Regions from separate parts of the Sus scrofa genome. Here regions 2 and 3 are each linked to region 1. A link is a contact called in public Hi-C and targeted proximity ligation data. All regions are on one chromosome and are shown on one strand. The core of a region is the stretch at or near the end of the contact, and the rest is flanking DNA. Distances in the headings are between cores, read along the strand shown.

The links. Hi-C and Micro-C count contacts between places; a contact is called where the count stands out from the background.
Region 2: a contact with region 1 is called in a targeted proximity ligation map of skeletal muscle, with 2.8 times the contacts expected there. A contact is called at or near these places in 2 of 2 datasets of targeted methods (alveolar macrophages and skeletal muscle).
Region 3: a Hi-C map of skeletal muscle shows a contact between it and region 1, with 3 times the contacts expected there. A contact is called at or near these places in 13 of 47 Hi-C or Micro-C datasets (embryonic fibroblasts, epiblast stem cells, fetal heart ventricle and 9 more) and 2 of 2 datasets of targeted methods (alveolar macrophages and skeletal muscle).

The regions. Positions count from the first base shown.
Region 1 is chr4:106,807,575-106,810,468 of Sscrofa11.1, forward strand. It overlaps PHTF1 (putative homeodomain transcription factor 1), which reads left to right and starts at 1,352. Exons shown (of 22, transcript XM_021090726.1): 1 at 1,352-2,331; 2 at 2,616-2,690. The coding sequence starts at 2,646. LOC110260434 (a long non-coding RNA gene) reads right to left here and starts at 2,145. Exons shown (of 2, transcript XR_002343727.1): 1 at 1,620-2,145.
Region 2 is chr4:107,730,286-107,733,179 of Sscrofa11.1, forward strand. RHOC (rho-related GTP-binding protein RhoC) reads left to right here and starts at 1,428. Exons shown (of 5, transcript XM_003125846.4): 1 at 1,428-1,569.
Region 3 is chr4:107,328,970-107,331,863 of Sscrofa11.1, forward strand. The region is part of intron 1 of LOC110260343 (a long non-coding RNA gene); the gene reads right to left. Among named protein-coding and RNA genes, the nearest start is that of TRNAE-UUC, 150 kb to the left of the region's middle.

The sequences.
Region 1 (2,894 bases), core at 102-2,601:
AGGAAGCAAACAGTTTTAAGTAACTGCTGTGGGCCAGGCATTTTATATCAGAGTATTACCTCATTTAATCCTCACAGCCTTGAGTAGGAAATTAACAATACAAGTAAGAACACAGGCTTGTTATGTTGAATAAATTGCATAAGGTCACACAGTTTGTCAGTGGGAGCAGGGATGTGAATGCAGTTCTGGGTTCAAAGCCTATGCTTTGTTCAGTGAGAGCCCTACATTTGTAAAGGGGGTCCTGAAATAAGATTTGCTGTTTACCACTCTTCTCTAGTGTGTCTTACCTGGTTTCTGTTCTAGGAACTCCCCTCAAAGCCTATTTGTGTGCTAAGCAATGAAGTAAAATTTTCCTATTTAGTGTAATTTACGTCTTAAAGCAAAAATGGACATTTTCCAGTTTTTGTTTTTTTTGTTTTTTTTAAGGCAGCCGTTTGTTTGGAAACCCAACAGAAGTGTCATGTTTAGCTCTAGGGAAGGAGAACCTGTCAGAACAAAAGCAGAAAGAAAACCACTGCCAATGTGTGCAATATAGAAATCAAGCCTGGAGTTCCCGTCATGGTGCATTGGAAACGAGTCTGGCTAGGAACTAGAGGCTGCAGGTTCGATGCCTGGCCTCGTTCAGTGGGTTAAGGATCTGGTGTTGCTGTGAGCTGTGGTGTAAGACGCCGCTCGGACCTGGCCTTGCTGTGGCTCTGGCGTTGGCCGGCAGCTGTAGCTCCGATTTGACCCCTAGCCTGGGAACCTTCATATGCTGTGGGTGCGGCCCCCAAAAGACCAAAAATAAATACATAAATAAAACTGAGTAGTGCTATTCATTAAAATGAAAAATCAAGCCCGGGTGAAATAAATTAGTTCTATGGGTGTTATTTTTATCTTAGTCGACTTTCCTCAAAACGGGGGTAACTTACGCCTTTATATCGATTTGATAGATAATCAAAAATAATGATGTAAATCATTTAGAACTGCACTCCTTAGAAGGCTTGCTGAAGTGGTCTCATCATCGCAGCTTCAACTGACTCAAACGCTGCGTGCTGGGCTAGCAAGGACATTGCTTCAGTTGAGGTGAGAATGGCCGTTAGGGGTCAGTGTTCCATTAATGGCCAAAAGAAAAAAAGCAGGGAAGCAGCTTAAAACCTTATTAACGTACCCTTAAATATTCATTAGCGGTCGCAACCGTCCCTTTTCCCTGGCCTCTATCAGCCTGCTTGAATTAACCTAGAAACAGTTCTTCCTGCCGCTCCCCTCCGCTCCGGTATTTGGGGAAAGGGCCCCGAGCTGCCGGAAGCCTCGGCCTCCTCTTCCTTTACCCTTGAGCACCTAGAAAGCTTAAGTCCTAGAGCAGCGGAGGGAGGAGCGAGGCGGGGAATCAGCCACAGCCCGCCAGGCCCTTCGTCTCAGGACGGCGTAAATTCTTGACAACATTCTTTCATTCAGCAAAGATTGGGAACCTATGTGCCGGGCTCGTGCCAGACCCCCGTCTCTCACCTCATGGAGCCCACAGCCCATTGAGGACGACCGGGTAGTAAATAACGAAGCACTAAAACCCTATAAAATCACAAGGAAAGAAGAGGGTCGCAAAGAAATGAACGGGGAACTATTGGAATATCGGGACCGACCTCCTTTAGATCGATGTCTGGGAAAGTCATTTCCGAGCAAGTGACCTGAACGGTGATCTTGAGCAGCTGCTCTGGGCCGAGATCTCGGTGTATCTCCCTAGCTCCTCGTTCAGGAGCCCTGCGGAGGCTCGGCTGGAAGGCCCCGGGCGGGGGCGGAGCCATCTTCTCAGCAAAACCCGGAAAGCGGAAGCCGAGGCCCGGCTGCACCGTGGTCTGCGGAGCTGCAGTTGCCCAGGTCTCGGCCGGCTGAGTCACGGCCCTGCCGGGCCCGGCCTAGCGAGGACGCGCCCCCAAGCAGCTGCCAGCCGAGCCCTGGGGGCTCTGCACTTGACTTTTCCAGTCGGGCACAAAGCCTTTTGCCGTTGCCGTGGCGACTAGCAACCTGGCGAAGACCCCTTTCACTTTCTATCCCCCTCCTTTCCCAGTTCCTTCTTTGCTTATTTTGGGGTCAGTCCGATGACCCTATAGGTCTGGCTAGCAGGGCGCCGGCTCTCTGGCAACAGACTGCCCTCCTCCGGGCGCTGGGCGGCCGGCTACTTCTCAGGCTGGGGCGGCCTCGGCAGTCTCCATGGTAACGGCCCCGCCGGCGTCTCAGCCTGGGAGGGAAGATGCTGCCTGCCGGGCCCGCTCCCTTGCCCCCGGCCTCACGGCCGGGCAGGGGCCACTGAGGAAGAAGGTCCCGGCCGCCGGACTTCGGGGCAGGGGGCACCAGGTGAGAGCTGGACTCTGGGGAGCGGAAGAGGTGGGGTGCAGGTCAACTCCAGCGACCTCCCCTCCTCTCCCCCTTCCCTGCATCAAACGCTCGCACAAAATATCGCAAGAGAGGCTTCTGTCGCCACTGCGCCAGAGGTTTTTTTGGTATGTTTTTGTTTCTCCTGGCAAATAGCCGGAGAACGAGACCCGGAGAGGCTGAGAGAAGCGGTTTTGAGTTCTACCCAAACTGCGAGAGTCCCTTTCAGCAACTGCACTCACCGACTGGTGTTCCTTCATTTTCAGTGAAATCCCATTCTCTGGCTGGAGACACAGATGGCCTCAAATGAGAGAGATGCTATATCGTGGTACCAAAAGAAGGTAATTAATATCGGTGTATTTTTATTTGTAAAGCATGCTTCCTGCAAAAACTCCCACAAAGAATACCGACGATGTTAGTTTGCCCTGAGCTTGGTAGTACAGGTATTCTTACATGGTATCTTTCAACATAAATGGGAAAACTGATGTACAAGGTCATCGGGTCTTTTAAACTCAGTTCCATGTCCCCGAAGAAGATTTTCAACC
Region 2 (2,894 bases), core at 178-2,677, 920 kb after region 1:
CACTACAGTGCTTACCTCCTGTACTAAAACTGTCTCTATAAGGAGCTGGTACAGAATAACAGTTAAGAGCAGGAGCTTGAGAGTCCTGATGTTTGGGTCCTGGTGCCAAACCCATTACTAGGTCTGCCGTCTCTCTGAGCATGACGAAAGGAGTTCACGTATGCGGAGCCAGGTCCATGTAACAAGAGTTCAAAAGCCATGAGCTATCTTTAAGTTGTCTGCATTCTGAATTTAGATTGTACCTTCTTTGAAGGCAGAAATCGACCTCAACTGAGCACATAGCTCAATTTATTGAGTCAGCTAAGAGGCCTGGGGACCACACAGCTCTGGACCTCAGTTTCCTCATTTAGCAAATATATGAGTTGCTTTTCAGATCTTTAAGGTATGCTTGACTTCTAACATTCATTCATTCATTCATTGATTCATTCAGCAAAGATCTGTTGAAAACCTATTTACGTGCCACACACTGTGCCAGACAGGAGAGGCATAGATTGGAGGATCACAGTAGGCAACTGGGAGAGGGACCAGCTTGGAGCCAGACAGGGCTGACCAGGAAGTGCTTGCTCTGCCACATACAAATGGCAAATTTTGGGCAAGCCGCTTAACTTCCTTGAGCCTCAGTTTCCTTACAGGCAAAAGGGGATGGATATACTTATTCCGAAGATTTGTGATGAATGTTAAAAGCTATGTATTGTACGATCCCAAGCTAATAAAATGTGAGTAGACTTCCTCATCTTCCACCCACCTCCTCAGGCACCTTTCAGGGAAGGAAATACACCTGTTGGTAAACACCCGGTGCACAAGTCGAACCCGGCTAGGTGTCCCTAACAGCACAGAAATAATACAGTGGGGGCGAGAACTGAATTCAAAGCTGGGGATCCGGAAGGATTTCCAGGACTGCCTTTTGAGGGATGGGTAGGAGTTGGAAACTCCAGGCAGGGAGAAACGAAGGGAACTGGGAGGTGGAACCAGGTGCCTTGAATCTCAAAGGTTCTGAAAAGTCTCCAAGGCTAGAGGATGATAGTGGACTGTACTTACTCCGCAGTGATTCTAGGAACAGAGGGTGGGCATCTTCCGCGGCCCTCTCCTCGGGCGTCCCCAAAGACTCCTTTCTAGTCCCGCGAAGCCCCGGGTGGTGTAGACGCGGGTGGCCAGTTGGCCACAGGAGGGCAGCAGCGGCCCTTTCCTGACTCCACCCCGAGCGCCTCTCAACTTTCCCGATACCGGTTCTCCCCTAGGAGCTGGAAGGCGGGGCAGAGGCAGAGTCCTTCAGGGTCCCGTCGGCTGTGCCCCGCCGCCCACGCCTCCACAGCCTGGGCCTCTTTCCCGAGCCCCCGGCCGGCACCCGGGACCGCCCCCCCACCCCGGCCCCCGCGGCCTGCGCTCAGCGACCCGCGGGGGCGGGGGGCGGGCGGAGCCTAGGGCCGCCCGGCCCGCCCCTCCCCCTGCGGGCCCGCCCCTCCCGCGAGTCGCCCCTCCCGCCGCGGCGAAGAAGGAGGGCGGGGCGGTGCCCCTCGGGTCAGTCTGCCTCCGGCACCGGCCGCGCAGCTGGGAGCGGTGGAGCGGAAGGTACCTCGGGTTAGGGCTGGGGGCGGCGGGGTTGTCCTGGGAACTCGTCCCCGGCAGAGCACTTTCCCCCTTCTCCGCTTGGCCGGAGCTCGGGGCGCCGGCCGGGGAGGAGGGGCTTTGGCCCGAGTACGGGCCGCCTGCCCTCCCCTTGGACGCGGCGCCTGGGCGGCGCGGGGGTCGGCCGGGCTCGGCCCCTCCCTGCCCTCCTGGGCCGCCGTGAGGCGCCCCGGGAATTGCCCCGCAGGGCCTGTCGTCTCTTGGTGTCCAAGCCGGAGTCCCTTGCCTTCCCCTCCCGACTTCCCGGAACCTGCCCGGCCGGGCGAGGGGAAATGGGGCAACTTGGGTCTCTGCGAGGAAGCCCCAGGCCAGACGCTCTAGTTTCCAGGCCCGGCGGCCCGCTGTGGACCGGGGCTGGGGTGTGGGTCCCGGTCCGAGTCCGGATGGAGGAGGGAATTCCCCTCGCCGGGCTGGTGGAGTGGCGGGAATAGGGGCTGGGTGTGACCGTGGGGGCGGCCACTGTTCCGGGGGTCTGGCCGTCGCCCTAGATGGTTTCTGGAGTCGGCCTGGAGTGGGAGGTAGGGGAGATTGGGAAGGATCCAGCTCGTGCGTGTGTGTGTGAGTTCAAGAATCTCCTCCCTTCCAACCCCCCCACCCGCCTTCACACTTCCCAACCCGGCTAGAGAGTGTCCTGGGGGTTTGGGCTGGAGGCCCCAAGGCTGAGTCCTGCCATCACTTCTAGTTTTCACGTTCAGGAGGACGTATCTGATTTCTTCCCTGGACCTCAGGGGTGGCCAGCAGGGTACTGCAGCCCCTGGTTCATCTGGGAATCTACAGGATGGAGGAGAGGGCAGCTGTTTAGTCCCAAGGAAGGCCCCAGGAGTTCAGGTTCCATTCCAGTCCAGTGTGGGGTTTGGTTGCCTCTCTGAGGGTCAGTGGGGCAGTTCTTCAGGGGCCGCCTCTCACAGGGAGCTGTTGTCCTTGCCATCTTGGCCTTGGGCCTGGTGGCCTGGGCCAACTACTCTACTGAGCTTGAAGGGAAAGTCTTATGATTGAGCTGGGGGCTCCAGGTAATTTAATGCATGCTCTTGCCCCGGAGTTCTGGCCTCTGCCCCCCACCATCTGGTGCCACCTAAACTGTCCTGCTGGGGGTGGGCAGTGGCACATTCATGCCTAAGCAACTGGCAGTCACCCCAGTGGTGAATGCCCTCCAGCCCTCCATCAGCAGGGCCCTGCCCGGGTTGGGGCCACCCCAGCCTGTTTTCCCACCGCTGGACCAATGGAACTTGTGGGAGCAGGTAAGCGAGTTTTGGTCACCTGGGTAGAGT
Region 3 (2,894 bases), core at 287-2,786, 520 kb after region 1:
AGGACGATGTAAGAGAATAAAGGTAAAACATCTGGCACATTTGCCATCCTTCCTCATGCCCCCTCCCGCAACAAGAACCTAAAGTTTTCCCAGTGTGCGTCTAGGAATGCAGAGAAAAGGAAAAGCAAACTCCCCGCATCTACATGCTGTTCAGTGATCAGCTTTGACCTAATTCTACTTCAAAGCGTTTCCTTCTCTTTCCTCCCTCCCACTACCTCCCACCCAGCTGCCAAGTATAGAGGATACACGAAAACTTGAGCCAAATGGGAACCTGGAATGTTAAAGCCTTTGAGAAAACAGCTGTTTGTTTGTTCATTTATTACCGTGGTTTTGCCCCTGTCTCATTTGATTACCGGAGCCTGCCGGGAAGAATAAGAATCCTTTCCACTTGGACTAGGCTACCCAGGGATCCCCCATCCTTGACTGCCCTCTGCAACAGCTCTGGAACGAGGCACAACTGCGGGGCAGAGATGAAATGGTTTGGCTAAGAGGCACAAGGCAGGAATGGGGCTAGAACCCAGGTCTTCACCGATTTCCTTGGCTTTTGTTGCCTCTAGTAGTTTTTATTTGTTTGTTTGTTTGTTTTGTCTTTTTAGGGCCACACCTGCGGCATATGGAGGTTCCCAGGCTAGGGGTCAAATCGGAGCTGCAGCTGCCCGCCTATGCCGCAGCTACAGCAACACCAGATCCGAGCCATGTCTGCAGCCTACACTGCAGCTCACGGCAATACCAGATTCTTAACCCACTGAGCGAGGCCAAGGATCAAACCCACATCCTCCTGGATACTAGCCAGGTTCATTACCACTGACTGACAACAGGAACTCCCTCTAGTAGTTTTTATGTGTCATCACTACTGCATCAGTTTAGGATGCATTTGGCTGTAAGCAACAGAAAACCCAGGCCACACTTGCTCATGTAACTGGACATGCAGAGGCTGGATGCCTTCCTCTGAATCAGCCAAGGACAGTGGCCCTGGGCTCTCTCTGCTCCTCTCCTGTTCCTTCCCTCCTCTGTGTATTGGCTTCATGTTCAGGCTGGTTTCCCACGTGCCCAAATGATTTATTGTGCTCCAAGCTCCACACCAGCACATCGCAGTGTCCACAGGAAATGAGAGCCTCTTCTTGTGTCCGTTTTCTAAACGAGGAAGATTCTTCCTAAGAAGTCCCAGCAAACAGTGCTGTTGCACCTCATGTTCTCAAACTGGAGCAAACATCTCTCATACTTGTCATCACACTGGCTCTTTCGAACACTCATCCTTTGTTAGGACACGTTGAAAATTCTAAGTCCCACCTCCCCAAGGTAGAAGCCAGAGTCTGCTCTCCTGATGCAGACACGGGACTTTTACTCCAGTTGGTGATGCAAGAAGCGCAGAGCATCAGCCGCCGCCCTCTCCCCTCTTCCGTCCCGCTCCTACAGCACAGGCATCAGTGGTCACAGTAAATTTCTGTTCCTGGCACAGAAGCAGCTGGGGTAGAGCCTGCAGCGCCCGGTTCCAGAGCTTGGTGCTGTCAGCCTTTCTCTCGCAGCTTTGAACGGGGGAGTGGTGTGGGCCAGCTTGGCCTGGAGCCTGGCTCTCCAGCTCTCCCTAGGATCTTCTGAGCCACCCATTGTCCTTTCAGTAAACTTTTAAAGTGCTGAATCACCCAGAGTCAGCTTCTGTTACTGCAGCTAAGAGCCTGACTGATCCACCCGCCTGTGCCTGAGCACATGGCCAGGGCTGGACCCGTGCCCTTTTCTACTGGCACACACCTGGTTCGTGAGCCAGTAATATGGGCCAGAGGGTTGGGATTGCCCTACATCAATCAAGACTCCTCCACCAATCAGCTCCAAAGTTCAGGGGGAACTCAGAGTCCCGGGAAGCATGGGGCGGGGGGGTGGTATGTGTGTGAAACCGTCGTGAAAATTGGGACTGTGTGAGAGGGGAAGCGTGGATGCTTCTTGGGCGGCTGACAATCTACCAAGCCCTGCTGTGAGGCTCTGCAGCTAAATGTGTTCTCTGCCGACGCTACACAAGGTAGGTGCTATCCTCACTTAATGGACATGGAAAGAGACACGGAGATATTAAGTACAGGATAATAAAATTAATCAGCTCAAATTCAAATTAGGTCTTTGGACTCCAAAGTCATTTGTTTATTTATTTAGTGTTTTTTGTTTTTGTTTTTGCTTTTGGCCATGCCCGCAACATGGAGATGTTCCCAGGTCAGGGATTGAATCCTGTGCCACAACAGTGAGCATTTTGGATCCTTAACCTGCTGGGCTGTCAGGGAATTCCCAAAGTCATTTATACATTCATTTTTCTCCCTCTCAGGTCTGTGGATCTGCTGTGGCTCTCCCAAGACCCCTGGGTTTGGCTCCAGCTGCAGGTGGTGTTCAGACTGGCTCATAAACCTCCTCATTTTTCTTAGACCAGCGGCTACCCAGAGGCTACCCAGGCTCTCAAGGCAGATGGAGAAAGGCATGAGGCCAAGTGAATTGCGCAAGCATAACCCAGCTTTGCTGGCCTCATGTCCACTAACAATTCATTGGCCAAATCAAATCACATGGCCATGCCCAGCATCAAGGGGACAAGGAAATATCCCTCACCTGTTCTGGTAACAGGTATTGCCAAGTCAAATGGCAAAGGTTATGCATGTAGAGTAACTAGAACAGGGAAAGGGCAAAGAATGGAGAATAATAATTCAGTCTGTATGATGTGGCATTGTTTTTTCTCAACTACTTTTTGCCCATAATCTTTCAAGATTTCAGTAGGTGTTTATTGAGCATCTACTCTGTGTCAGGCACTGTTCTACGCAGTGTAGCTACTATGAGGAAAAAGGCAGATTTAGTCCCTTGTTCTCATGGAGATTACAGCCTAGTGAATTCGCCCAGTGTGTGTATATATATCCCTCTCAGGG